Linked DNA regions of Sus scrofa: regions 1, 2 and 4 are each linked to region 3. A link is a contact called in public Hi-C, HiChIP or PLAC-seq and promoter capture Hi-C data. All regions are on one chromosome and are shown on one strand. Each heading gives the region's core, a stretch centred on a gene start, on an enhancer-like site or on the middle of the called end of the contact. The rest is flanking DNA. Distances are from core to core; before and after follow the strand shown. Region 1 has its middle 18 kb from the start of TNFAIP8. Region 2 has its middle 36 kb from the start of TNFAIP8. Region 3 holds the start of DTWD2 (DTW domain-containing protein 2). Region 4 holds the start of HSD17B4 (hydroxysteroid 17-beta dehydrogenase 4).

The links. Promoter capture Hi-C pulls out the DNA fragments that hold promoters and counts their contacts. A called contact is a pair of places that touch in the nucleus more often than the background predicts. HiChIP or PLAC-seq counts read pairs in DNA pulled down with a chosen protein or histone mark.
Region 1: a contact with region 3 is called in a Hi-C map of embryonic fibroblasts, with 3 times the contacts expected there. The contact joins the enhancer-like site here to the promoter of DTWD2 in region 3. A contact is called at or near these places in 18 of 47 Hi-C or Micro-C datasets (alveolar macrophages, embryonic fibroblasts, epiblast stem cells and 10 more) and 1 of 2 datasets of contacts at active chromatin or transcription factors (alveolar macrophages).
Region 2: a contact with region 3 is called in an H3K27ac HiChIP or PLAC-seq map of alveolar macrophages. The contact joins the enhancer-like site here to the promoter of DTWD2 in region 3. A contact is called at or near these places in 16 of 47 Hi-C or Micro-C datasets (blood, embryonic fibroblasts, epiblast stem cells and 9 more) and 1 of 2 datasets of contacts at active chromatin or transcription factors (alveolar macrophages).
Region 4: a contact with region 3 is called in a promoter capture Hi-C map of fetal liver, with 4 times the contacts expected there. The contact joins the promoter of HSD17B4 here to the promoter of DTWD2 in region 3. A contact is called at or near these places in 2 of 5 promoter capture datasets (fetal liver and liver), 21 of 47 Hi-C or Micro-C datasets (alveolar macrophages, blood, embryonic fibroblasts and 15 more) and 1 of 2 datasets of contacts at active chromatin or transcription factors (alveolar macrophages).

Annotation. Positions count from the first base shown.
Region 1 is chr2:123,223,978-123,227,158 of Sscrofa11.1, reverse strand. It overlaps a transcript of TNFAIP8 not described here. Among named protein-coding and RNA genes, the nearest start is that of TNFAIP8, 18 kb to the left of the region's middle. Within about 2 kb of position 1,473, at least 17 of the 83 cell types and tissues checked have an H3K27ac peak or open chromatin away from gene starts, as enhancers often do. A contact at or near this core is called in alveolar macrophages and embryonic fibroblasts, where this site is marked.
Region 2 is chr2:123,205,639-123,208,860 of Sscrofa11.1, reverse strand. It overlaps a transcript of TNFAIP8 not described here. Among named protein-coding and RNA genes, the nearest start is that of TNFAIP8, 36 kb to the left of the region's middle. Within about 2 kb of position 1,795, at least 41 of the 83 cell types and tissues checked have an H3K27ac peak or open chromatin away from gene starts, as enhancers often do. A contact at or near this core is called in alveolar macrophages, embryonic fibroblasts, liver and 3 more, where this site is marked.
Region 3 is chr2:122,935,369-122,938,704 of Sscrofa11.1, reverse strand. It overlaps DTWD2 (DTW domain-containing protein 2), which reads left to right and starts at 1,704. Exons shown (of 7, transcript XM_021084663.1): 1 at 1,704-2,034. The coding sequence starts at 1,817.
Region 4 is chr2:123,311,867-123,315,042 of Sscrofa11.1, reverse strand. HSD17B4 (hydroxysteroid 17-beta dehydrogenase 4) reads right to left here and starts at 1,560. Exons shown (of 24, transcript NM_214306.1): 1 at 1,434-1,560. The coding sequence starts at 1,491.

The DNA of each region.
Region 1 (3,181 bases), core at 224-2,723, 290 kb before region 3:
AAAAAAAAAAAAAACCCCAACAACAAACCCACAATTTAACACAGCTTGAATTCAGTGGCTTTGCCAAAGGAATATTTAAATTCACGAAGCTCCCTCACCAGCCAACACCAGACATAAAGAATCTGGGTACCATCAATTGCTCACAAAAATACCTTTGGGTAATTTGCAAGGACTCTAACACAAATTTAAATCACATAAGTAAAAAAGAAGAAAAGTTGAACCACCCGCCTCCCTCAAGCTCAGTGGCTGCTGCTGGTTCAGCAGGTCTTGCCTGAGCAGGGTAATACAAGGTGTTATCTCTGAGGCGCCTGAGAGGCTCCCAAGCCCCAAATTATCCTCTTGGCTCTACAGGAAATATTCTCATTGAGGGGTGGTACTGTGGGCTAAACTTTGCCCTCTTCTCTGTTCTACCATCAGTGTCTTTTAAAAAGACAAGCATCCTTTGGAGACAAGGACTGTGGCTCACTAACAGTTAAATGAATTCACTATAAATGAAGTCTTTATATTTGATTTCTTTATTCCTCCAACAGGGTATTCCAGGTGGAAGCAGGAAGGCAGAAATTAAGAGTGTGGGAGGGGTGGGCAAAGAGTGAAAGCAAGCTTATCGCCCTCCCAGTTGCACCCTGCTCCTTAACCCCAAGCCTGCCTAACACCACGAAGAGGTAGAGGAGTAAATAACCCTGCAGACAACTTGCCAGGCAGGTGGGTGAGTTTCAAACACTTGGGGTTTGTTAAATTTAGTGATGCAAATTTTTTCTAATGATGTAAAATACTCAGAATTCTTTTCATTGAAGAGAAAACCTCTCTGCTTCTCTTAAATTGATTCAGCCTCCAAAAACCATTGACCCAAAGAAACCATTTTCATTGAGGAAGTGATCTCTTTAGAAGTATTTGTAATTTGCAGGTAAAAATTATGGTGTCCACTTATCCCAATGAAAGCCTTCTAACTGAAGGTAAAAGCTAAAATCTACTACAAAAACAAAAATACAATAGGCTCACATCTACAAGATCTCTGGCATCTCTGAAGCTGAGCAAACATCAATGATAGCTGAACTTAGTCTGCCCAAGAAATCACTAACTGGTAACCTTAGGGGTGAATTCAGCTCAGAGTTTTTCTTAGACCATGTAAGCTTTATTTTTCATCTGAACTTCAATGCCTTTAGATGGGAACTCTTCAAGTTTGCCATGGGTCTAAAGACTTTCAACAGTTCATACAAAGCACTATTTGCACATTCATATTTCCTGCCTGGTTCTTGCAGACACTGGAGTTTAGGACCACTGCTTTCTATAGACTGATGTTAAAAACAACCTCCCCTGCTAAGATAGAGCTCCAGGGCTAGTGTTTCAGAGTGGAGCATGTGTGGGTTATTGAGCAATAGTATCGCTGAAAAATGATAAACCACAACAGTCTGCAATACCACTTGCAATCAGACTCCGAACCAAACGGGAGAGCAGAAACACCACTGGGGCTCAGTAGTCCCAGGACAAGCCACGTGACCAGAGCTTGGAAACCACTTTTGAACAGAAGCGTCTGCCACGAGTCACCGTCTGATGTTGCTGCTCCCACAAGATCCCTGACATCTGGATGTCACAGAACACAAGCTCGGCAGCCAAAACCCAAGCCTGGCTTGGCAAAGCAAACAATCCCTCTATTCAGTGAGCTGTGCCTGTACCCTAGTATCTGTAGTATCCAGCTAACACTCAGCTCTGAGCAATTCGCACCCGACGATACTCAGCCAGTTGCGACACTTGATGGCTATTTAAGATGTTTATCGCACACAACAGAGAAACTATGCTATCACCCGCCTGTCCATCAGTGCTGGCACGAAGGATTAAAGGCCCCACTCCTACCCCTATCTCAGTCCTATGTGACACTTCTATCACACTTCGCTTAGAACTCAGGAATCAGAAACCTAGTGCTCAAAGGTAGCCTTTGAGGTCCTTGCAATCTCCTCCTTCCTCAAACTTGTTCACAAATGAGAAATTAGGTCCAGCACGTTGATAGAACAAGTCCAAAGACTCAGCACATACGTGTCTTAAGAGGGACCAGAACGTTGATCTCTGAGTCCTCCACCGTGGAGGTATCTTCTCTGTGACCGTCAGAGCAGCCTTCCTGTCCTTCTGCCGCCCAGCCCAGTGATCCTGGATGTGATTTCTGTGACCCACACAGACAACCTCATTCACTAGAGGTCACCACTAGGGTTCAGGTCAAACCCCACTGATAATAAAGGGGTTCCTCTGCTTTGACTGGTTCTCTGTGCACGTATTTCCCTCAGGGATGTAGCCGGGAACACTGGCTGGCTGGGGACAAGGCTTGAGAATTTGGGGTCCTATACCCTACCCACAGATTTCATCTACAAAGATAAACTGGCACCTCCAATTTACCCATCGCTAATTGGGGCTTTCTTTCTTTCTATCACCATGGCTTTCACTCCCCCAAGAGCACTCTGAATGTTGCCCCATGTCTAAGCCAATCTCCTGGAGATCTCAGCTAGAGTAAACTAAAGGAAACGCTTTGTGACCAAGTGCCCTGTTTTGTTTATCTGCGTGCAGCTCCAAAGTCTTTACATTATCCAGAGCCCAGGAATATCAATTAAAAAACAAAAAATAAGCAAATTTTGCAATTAAGCTCATATCTATAAAATGTAAGGACAGTCTTTACAGGGACATATAGTCTTATTACAATGAGCAAAAAAAAAAAAAAAAAATTACACTGGAGTTCCCACTCTGGCTCAGCGGTAAGGAATCCGACTGGTGTCCATGAGGATGCAGGTTCAATTCCTGGCCCCGTTCAGTGGGTTAAGGATCCGGCTTTGCTGTGAGCTGTGGTGTAGGTCACAGATGCGGCTCATATTCCATGTTGCTGTGGCGGTGGCGTAGGCTGGCAGCTATAGCTCTGATTCACCCCTAGCCTGGGAACTTCCATTTGCTGTGAGTGTGGCCCTACAAAAAAAAAAAAAAAAAAAAAAAAAAAAAGCAAACATAAATAAATAAATAAATAAAATTACACTGGACTCCCATGTTACAGGGGGACATATAATTACCACAGGTTGAAGGGATGCTTGTAATTAATTTTCTTTGGTTCTTATTCTTTTCATTCAGTGCTTATCAGAGAGTAAGTTCTCATGGTTGAGAACTTGCCGTCCTCATCTTTACTGCTGTCGTGGCTCATGGAGTCTGT
Region 2 (3,222 bases), core at 546-3,045, 270 kb before region 3:
ATGATGCCTGTAGCCAGAGGCCAGCTCCGCTCCTCTGTTGCCCTATGCAACTCAGAAGCTTCCTTACAATACATAGCTTGTTTCGCTCTAAGGTAGAGCCATTGCTACATACATCTCATTGCCCCAGTGCACTGCACATTCCTAGGTGACAGAGAGATTTCTTCACTCGTTCAACAAAACTGACCTGCATTTACCTGGTACCTCCTGCACACCAGGTGCTGACTTAGGTGCTGGGCACATGGTGGGAAATAAAACACAGGAACTGACCTTCAATGGGAGAAAGATACAGCAGCCAAGAAAACACATAAGTAACTAAAGGGCAGATGGTGAAAGATGCTAGCATGGAAATGAACGGGGGCTCTGGTGAAGACTGCTCTCTGGCAGAGGTGGCATCAGAGGTCTATGCCAAGCGGCAGAAGAAGAGCAGGAAAAGCAGCAGGAAGAGCAGGTGCTCCAGCCTGAGCCACGACAAGCTTGGCCTGCTCCAGAGAGAGGAGTGGAAAGGGGGCCGGTGTGGCTGCAGAGCTGGAAGCACAGGGAGTCAGGCAAAGATGGGAATAGGTAGGGCCATACGAGCATGGCAAGAAGTTTATATTATATGGTAGGAATGTAAAACAGGTCAAATGTCTGGAAGGCAAAGTGGCATAAAGATTAAAACATTCAAACTCCACATGCCCTTTGAACCATTTCCAGGAACACATCCAATGAAACAGAGACAAGCGTAGACAGCTGCTAAACACGAGAGAGCTGTGTAGTGTTATGACAATGGTGAAGATTAAAAACAGCTTACAAGATCCCCAAATGGGGGGTTTGTTAAGTGAGTTATGGCACATCCATATAATGGCATGTAATACAGTCTTTAAAATGATTTTGTAAAGAAATTAATAACATGAGGATTCTGAACAAAGGCTACAGAGCAACATGTAAAAGTAAAGAAATCATATTAAGTACTATGTAATTTTTATAGAGAAAAACTCTAAGCACACAGAAAAAAAGCCTGGAGTTAGATTCACAAAATGTTTTTTCTGAGTGCTGAAATGAAGTACCTTTTTTTTTCATGTTTCTGTTCAAATTATGATTGATAAATACACTACACTACCATGTGAGGCTTGTGTAATTTTTTAAAAGCCTGTGAAAAGAAGGTACAGCAGGTGAGGTGTTCCCGCTGCGGCGCAGTGGGATTGGAGGTGTCCCTGGAGTGCTGGGACACAGGTCTGGTTCCCTGCCTGGCACAGTGATCCCTGGTCCAGGAAATCCATATGCTAGGAGGCAGCCAAAACAGAAGGAAGAAAGGAGGAATGGAGGGGGGAGGAGAGAGGGAAAGAGAGAGATGGAAAGAAAGAAAGACAGAGAGAAAGAAAGGAAGCAAGCAAGCAAGCAAAAAAAGAAAGAACCAAAGGGAGAGGGAGAAAGAGAGAAAAAAAGGAAAAACGAGAAAGAAAAACAGCAAGAAGGACGGAAAGGAAGAAAGAGAAAGAAAGGAAGGAGGGCAGAACGGAAGGGAGGGAGAGAGGGGAAAAAAGAAAAAAAAAACAGAAAAAAAAAGAAATAAAAAAGATATAGCATGGTAGATACTTATGTGATCACAAAAATAAATTTATGATTGTTTTGATCAAGAGATGGCCAGGTCAAGCTTCTATCTTTTCAGGGAATCTTTGGAGCAAAAGAGAAAAACAACCCAAAAAACCAAGCAAACCAAAAAATTCCCTAGAACTTCGGGCAGGAAGTGTGTCATTCCTCTTGCTGATCCCTCTGACTCAGCACTGACTGTGAGGCCCTGCTGAGTCCCATAGTGAAGACGTTAGAGTTCAGAGAGACTGGAGGCTTGGAAACCTCGCCCAGGAGCTCCCAGCCCTGGGGCGCAAGTGTGAAAGCAGACCTGGACCTTCTGAGGAAAAAGCTGTCTCTAAGGAAAAAGACACTTCATTACAGCCAAGACCAACAGCCTCCCTTATATTAGCACAGGTTAAACAGGATTACGTTTCTGTCTATTTCTTTTAAATAAGGTTCACTGCACAAGACCCAAACATACCGTCCAAACAGGTTTGAAAATGTAATCAACAGTTAGGACAAGTTCCCACAAGTCACAAGTATTCTGATCCTGGCTTACGCAGGCAGGCCCAAGTTGAAAAAGTTCCCCACAGGTCCTGTTCAGCCAGGGTGCCTCCCTGACGCAAAGGTGGTCTGGTTCCTGTGTCCTGTTAGGCAACCTCCTAAGCTCAGCACTCAATGGCCATTCCAAGTGCACAGACTGAAAATGATTTGCTAGCAGAATCCCAGGCACGTCTTTTAGTTCTGTTTTTAATAATGTCCTGGAAGCGACAGAGCTGGGGGAAACATATACACACGACTGTACAAGAACGCAGACTTTTTTTTTTTTTTTTTTTTAACTTTGGAAACCTTAAAATGTTTAAGACAAACTAAATCAGAATTTGAGGACACTGCCAATTACAATCCACGGCCTCTGCCTTCCTACATTCATTCAATCGATATTTACTAAGGCCTTACTGGGCCCCATGGTAGCTCCTAGGATAAAAAATAAACAAGGGGGCCTGACGAGGGATGTGATGCACTGGGGAGGTGGGATGGGGGTGTTGGGGGTGAGGCAGATACTTCCAAGATACTCTAATAGGTACAGTCAGTTTGGGAACAGGTTATTAAGGATCTTATGAGCCTTGCAGAAAAATTTATTCATTTATTTATTATTTTCTATTTTATGATTTTTATTTTTTCCATTATAGTTGATTTACAGTGTTCTGTCAATTTCTACTGTACAGCAAAGTGACTTAGTCATACATATACATTTTTTTCTCACATTATCCTATATCATGTTCCATCACAAGTGACTAGATTTAGTTCCCTATGCTATCTAGCACCTATTGAAAAATTTAGACTTCATCAAAATTTTAATAAGGCATCTCAAGCAAGGGATGAAACAATCAGATGGATATTTTTATAAGGACCAATAACACCACAGCAAGCCAGACTGGTATGGAGATAGGAGCAGGGGACATGTGGCATGTCAACTATCTTCGAAGAAATCTAGATGAGATGTGATGGTGGTGACCTGGTCTCAGTTGGTGGCAATGGGCTAGGGTACAGATTCTACAGCTATTTAATGGGAGAAGTGATGATATTGGCAATTGGTTAAGGCAGAGGAAGATGCCTTCCAGGCTTCTGGGTAATCAAGTGGATCATTTACTAAGGGAAAACTGGAAGAGA
Region 3 (3,336 bases), core at 455-2,954:
CTACACCACAGCTCACAGCAATGCCGGATCCTTAAGCCACAGAGCAAAGTCAGGAATCCAACCTGTGTCCTCATGGATGCTAGTCAGATTTGTATCTGCTGAGCCATGACGAGAACTCCAGCATGAGTGTTTTGTTGATTCTGGTCAACCTTGGGAAGAATGGACTATAGAGAAGTAAGAATGGAGCAGGGGACCACTTATGTGCCTATGGCAATGTTCTAGGCAAGAGATGACGGGGGCTTAAATCAGGCAGAAGTAGCAAGAGAAGATAAACAGTTGGATTTTGAATACTTTGATGGGTGGAGCCAATGGTCTAATGTGGGGTGTTAAAAGAGAAAGCCAACTGTAAACTGGCTTGTTAGGACTCATCTGCCCTCACATAACTCATACTTGGGATCTAGAAGGATCTTAAATGACTTGATATTATTTCATTTCTTGAGGTTAGAGACAAGAGTTTAAAGTGTGTCACATGAAAATTTAATTTTTGTAGTTAAAGTGTTGGTTCTCCAACCTAAATCTGCAACCATATTTCTTTATTTTCTGATTCAGTTCCTTTTCTGCAGTCTCTGGCATTTCATCATCTCCCAATTACAACTGGGATTAAGTTCCAGTTTTTTTTTCTTCCATCCAACATCAATGATAAGGCAGGATTTTCAGTCTTTTTCTACCCTCCCTTAGCATACCCCAAGTAGATTACAGGTGCCATTTCCAGGGGAAAAGAATGAAGGATAGTTGAAAACAATAGCCCTACATTCATGCAGGCTTGAATTTAAAATGACTAAAAAACTGATAGTGAGATAAACATTTTAAGAAATGCAATAATGCTCTATTACTGTTAGTGATAAATAGGTTTTGTTTTAATTATTCATAGTTCTAGAATCAAGATAACTATGATTGCAAAACTTAACTCTGATGACTGGTGAAAACTTTTAATATTTTGTTTAAAATGCTGAACGTCGGTAGAAGTAACAAAGTGTTAAGTGAAAAGAATCAGCACCTATTTCAGGGCAAGCAGCATTTCCACTTTTATTCTAAAATGGATTTCATTTTGGCTTTTAAAAAACTGCTGGCTCTATTGCTGTTTTCCAGAGCTGTAAAAACTTAGGCAAGGTAGTTATCTGTTTCTTTCTTTTTTCTCATCCATGAAATCTCAGCTCTCTTATTGCCTCTTGATCTTAGGAGCCTCGGACAACTGAAAAACCACACTTAAAGAAATGTTTAGCGTCGTGTAAAAACAGCATGACTGATTATGAGTAGAAATACCAAGAAGATACAGGACATAGGTCCTTGCCTTTCTAGAGCAAGAAATTCTCATTAAAAGGACCAGTAGTGAATCAAAATCCAGTCAGTACAACCTCTCCTCCTTTGTTGGCCTGCAACAATGGCTCATCCCCTGTTGGAAATGCTGGGTGCACTCACCCACCTAATTACTGAACTGCCATCCTAGGGTGGAAAATGCTGAATTCAATTTTATTTTCATTTTTAAAGGTGTGAAATTAAGGAAAGTACCATCAGGTTTGCTGCCTGGGTGTTTTCAGAGGAGAACCTTTTACCTGCCCCAGAGAAGCCTTCCTAATCTCTCCGGCTCCCCGGGACAAACCACACTTCCCTTCCGGGTTCTAGGTGAACCATCCCACTGACACACACCAATGGGCTCGCTTCTTCTCCGCTGCGGGGCGGGACCTCCTGCCTGGGCTCCGCGTACGTGGCGAGAGTGCGTGGGGCCGCGCGGCGCGGGCCGGTTTCTCTAGGGTGTGGCGCCCTCCGGCGGCAGGGGGACCTCAATGTGACTGCCAGACACGAGCGCCCGCCCGCCATGGATCCGCAGGAAGAAGCGCGAACATCCAGGGACCCCCTCGAGCGGTCGCCTGGGGTCCCGAAGTCTCAGACACCCGACGAAGAGGAGCGGCGGGGAGGGGGAACAGCGCCAGCGGCGGCTGTCTTGGACGCAGAGGCAGACGGCGCCAGTGTGGACGGACTGTGGGAACTGCCAGTGGAGCCGGCCAAACGGAGGCCCGAATGCAGCCGCTGCAGGTGACCGCCAGGCGGGGGGCGGGACTGAGGCGGGCGGCAGACTTGGCAAGGCGCGGGCGGGTGGTGGAAGCTGCAGCGCCCTCTGACGGGAAGGCGGCCGCTGGGGCTCCAGCCCCGGGGGGCTCTGGCTCTGGCATCTCTGTGCTTGGGGTGGTAGGTTCCGTTGGTTGACCTTGGAATCACTGTGAAATCCCCGTCACAGTTCTTTAGTAAGAAGCCATTTACCCAGGTTTAGGATTATTTAGACTTACTTCCTGTAAGACGCTCAACAAGTCACGGGATGAGCAGGCATAAGTTCCTCTGTCAAGAAACTGGAGCGTCTTGGATAATATTTGTAAAAACACGTTTACGTTTGAGTGAATTAGTCATCTTACAGTAAAAAACAAAAGAAAACCATAAAGTGGATTAGAGAGACACAGTCAAGGTGGCTGTTACCTTAATTGAGATTGTATTCAGAATTCCTGAAGAAGTATTTATTGAGCACCTCCTGTGTGTCAGGCACTGTGCTAGGTTCCCAGAAATGCGATGGATAAAACAGACGTTGTCTGTGCGCACTAGGGCACTTGCAGTCTAATGAGACAGTTTATTAAGCAACACCAACAATTAACATTACTTGCCTGATTACGTACTTTTTAGGATACCTCATTGTGCCGGTGTACTCTGAGTATTGTGAGGATTGCTTTCTCTGCCTGTTTGAATCTCTTGCTACATAGGTATATGCTATTATCTTAACCTCCTGGGTGTTCAGGATCATTTCCCTTGATTGATGAAGGCCTCCATCTATCATCTGTTCTCTTCACACTTTTAACTGTTAGATAGTGTCTCTATTTCCTCATCTGGGAATCACTCTGTGATTTGTCCTCAGATTGTACAGTGCTCTGAAATAGTTCTCCGTAAAGTCACCATTAACTTTGAGATGAAATCTAATGGATCTTATGTTCACTTAAAAAAGAGACTATAGTTGATTTACAGTGTTGTGCCAATTTCTGCTGTGCAGCAAAGTAACCCAGTCATGCATATATGTACACACACACACACACACACACACACACACACATTCCTCTCTTATATTATCTTCCATCATGTTCTATCCCAAGAGACTAGATCTAGTTCCCTGTGCTGTACAGTAGGACCTCATTCCTTATCCATTCTAAATGTTATAGTTTGTATCTACTAACTCCAAACTCCCAGTCCATCCCACTCATTTCCTCCCCCTTGGCAGCCACAAGTCTGCTCTCTACCTATGCAAGTCTGTTTCTGTTCTATAGGTAGGTTCATTTCTGCTGCATTTTAGATTCCATG
Region 4 (3,176 bases), core at 311-2,810, 380 kb before region 3:
AATCAATTTAGTGGACTGCAATCTGTATTTCTCAATGAAAGAAGCAGAAAAGTTCAAAGTGCACTGCATTTACTATGCACCACGTCATGAATTTCTTTCAAATATAGATGGCGGGGTGTGCACACACACACCAGGTCTTGGTGTAAAATGTATTTCATAGTGTGGATCACTCACTGTCAAAAGAGATTTAAAACAGGAGACACATTCCTTATTTCCATTCCGTCAAAGTGTAAACAAAATGTTTTTCCAAAACGGATCATTTTAGAATGAATGATCATTTTAGAATGAAGTATTTAGCTACAGGTACAAAATACTTGGCTACCAACTAATACTAAAGACATTTTTCTGAACAGAAGCATAAGAATTTACTTTATTAATGGAGATGTGAAGGTACAAATGAATTAACTGACAGAATTCCATTGTTTGTGATTTTTAACATACAATTCAAATTAATTCTTCATTAAATCCATAAGGCACTACCAGTGGGGGATCAATTAAGACCAAGATCCCTGCACTTGGAGGTCGGAGAGGTCGTGTATTGGTGGTAAAAATAGAAAACCTCAACGCAAAGCATTCGCGTGGGTATGACTGGTTTGTTTTAATTCTGTCCTTTAAAAATAGGGTTATTTCTCATAACAAATCACCATTTTGCTTCGGAAGTACAGGAAGATCTGGCCCATGTCAAAAAGGCCTCTGCTCCTCAGCTCCTGCTGTCCCCATGACACTCTCAATTACGTCCTTTATCAGGCACTGAGTTCACAACCCACGCCAAGACTCCAGTGGACTAGTCAATATGGTGCTTGGCTTGATATACATACAAAGTCCAACCAGGAGGAATCCAATCAGATTTTTTTTTTTTTCTTTTTAAGGAAGGCCCTCTAAAGAACTTAAAATCATCCAACAAAGGGAAGGATGAGTGACTTTTTAAAAGCAAGGGACTGACATATCTGCTACACCGGGGGTGACTGCAGCTCCCAGACGGCTTTTCCACCACATTTAAAAGACTTAAAGCGGCCTAGATAGTCTACTGGCAGGAAGAGTCCCAATGGATACTCACGGATGAGCTCCTGAAAGACCTTTCACCTAGTTCTGCAACCCGCAGCCCAACGAAGCCTCTCTCCTCAGGCAAGATCCTAAACCCTGAGAAGTCCACACGGGTGGGGGCTGCACCAGGAGTTTCTGGCTCTCCACTCAAGACTGGCCAGCCCCACCTCCCCCGCCTCAGCAGATTCGGCGTCGGGAGGACAGTCGTTGTCCGTCCTCCCACCACCCCCAGGGGATCCAGCCGCTCACTCCGCTAGCTGCCCCGCCACCGCTGTCCGCAGTCCCGACGCTGAGACCGCAGCCACCGCTGCGAGAGCAGCGGGACCGAAAAGGAGTGCTCCGGGATAGGAGCGACCCGGACGTCAGCCTTCCAACCTTTGCATGCCTACCTCCCCCGGCACCGGTGACCAGCACCACACGCCCGTAGAAGTTCAACATCGAGGCCATAAGTCCGGCCTGCAGAAGAACCAGCACAGCTCACACTGCCGGACAGGGAAAACCTGAGGCGAGGAGGAGCGGCGCCGAAGGCATTAACCGGCCAGTTTCTGGGTAAGAGAGTGACGTAGTATTTTTCCAAGTGCGCCTGCGCGGCCAATCCCTTGGAACTCTGGGAAATGTAGTCCACCGTGCCTCCAGGCGCTGCTGGACCCTGCCCAGGAGGCTTGGGTTGAAAGGGCTAGTTCTGCTGCGGAAGTAAAGGGAGCTGATGGGACCTTTGTGGTAAAATGGCTGACTGGGCCGACCTTGTATTTATCCATTCACCCGTCCCTTTGTCATTCACTCAACAAGCGTTTTCTGGATCTTGGCGAGGATGCAGCCCCTATCCTTAAGTAGCTTTCAAAAATAGCTCCTGAGAAGTAGAGGTACTCTGACCAATGGGTAAAAGATTTCTCAGAATGGACCTCTGGGAACTGTCAAAAATGCAAAGTACTGAGCCCCCACGCTGACATCCCAAATGGAATTGATTGACTCTACCGGTCCTGGAGTCTGAGACTGGCCAAGACCGCTTGTTTCTGCCAGGAAGGTTTTCTTTTTCCACTTGGCTTCACACAGCCAATAATGAAATCGATGTTGAAACTGGAACAGCACGAGCTTTATTTAATCACCAAAGAATGGAGAAGCGGAAACTTAGGTCACAAATCAATTTCTAAACCCAATTCAGATGGAGACACCACACATGTAGGACGATGGAGATAAAAGGGAGGTAATTAGGAAAAGTGGGAGGAATACTCAGTCATGACTTAACCAAGAACATCGATGTACTTCGGATCCAGAACTGAAAGAACACTCCTCCGTAGTCTTCGTAGTCTTCGTATGGGCCTTTCCCATTGTTGCTGTGGTAATTGTCAAGGGACAAAGCACTGGTAGGTGTCATTTAGTGTGCTAATCTATTGCAATGAATGTATAATGAGGCTAAAAGTCTACTGGAAGTCAAATGTTCTCTGGCACCTGGTTTGTTCTAACCTGTACTTGTTTTTCTCTTTGCAGCTTCCTCCTGAAACTTAGACTAGAGCAACTGGTTTCCATTCAAGGAAGGGGAAGGGGTATGATTCTGGGGCAATAGTCTTGGCCACAAAATATCAAGGGACAAAAAAAAAAAAAAAAAATGTCCAGGGGTGATTCTAAATAACTTTTGCTTTTGGGGGTTGAATATAGTCATATTATTAAGCACCTAGGGGTAGTAAGCACAAGTTTACAGATGAAAAATAAGGTGTCCCTGAGCTATTCAAAATTAGGTGGTATAACTTTACCTACAGTACAGCATGCTAAGACTTGTGCCGAAATAAACAAACCCTTTCCCTTCCGGTGAGAAAAGGGGAAAACTTTCCAAAGGAGATGACAGACTTAAGAAGTGTGCTTTGCAAATAGAGGATATTATAGGTAATAGAAGTAGAAGTACTAGCTTGACAGAGGTGGAGGTAAGTTCACGAAAGTAAGCAGAATCAGTCAGATCACATTTAGGTGTTTAAATTTTGAGCTTAAAACATGTTAAGCAAGATTACTCCAGAGAAATGTTTACATCATGAAAAGGTCATTTTGCCCCACTACTGAGAATTGACTGGAGGTGAACAGAGAGAACAGATAGACACCTATTGGAGAAAACTGTAGAGACCAAAAGTAATGCAGAGGAA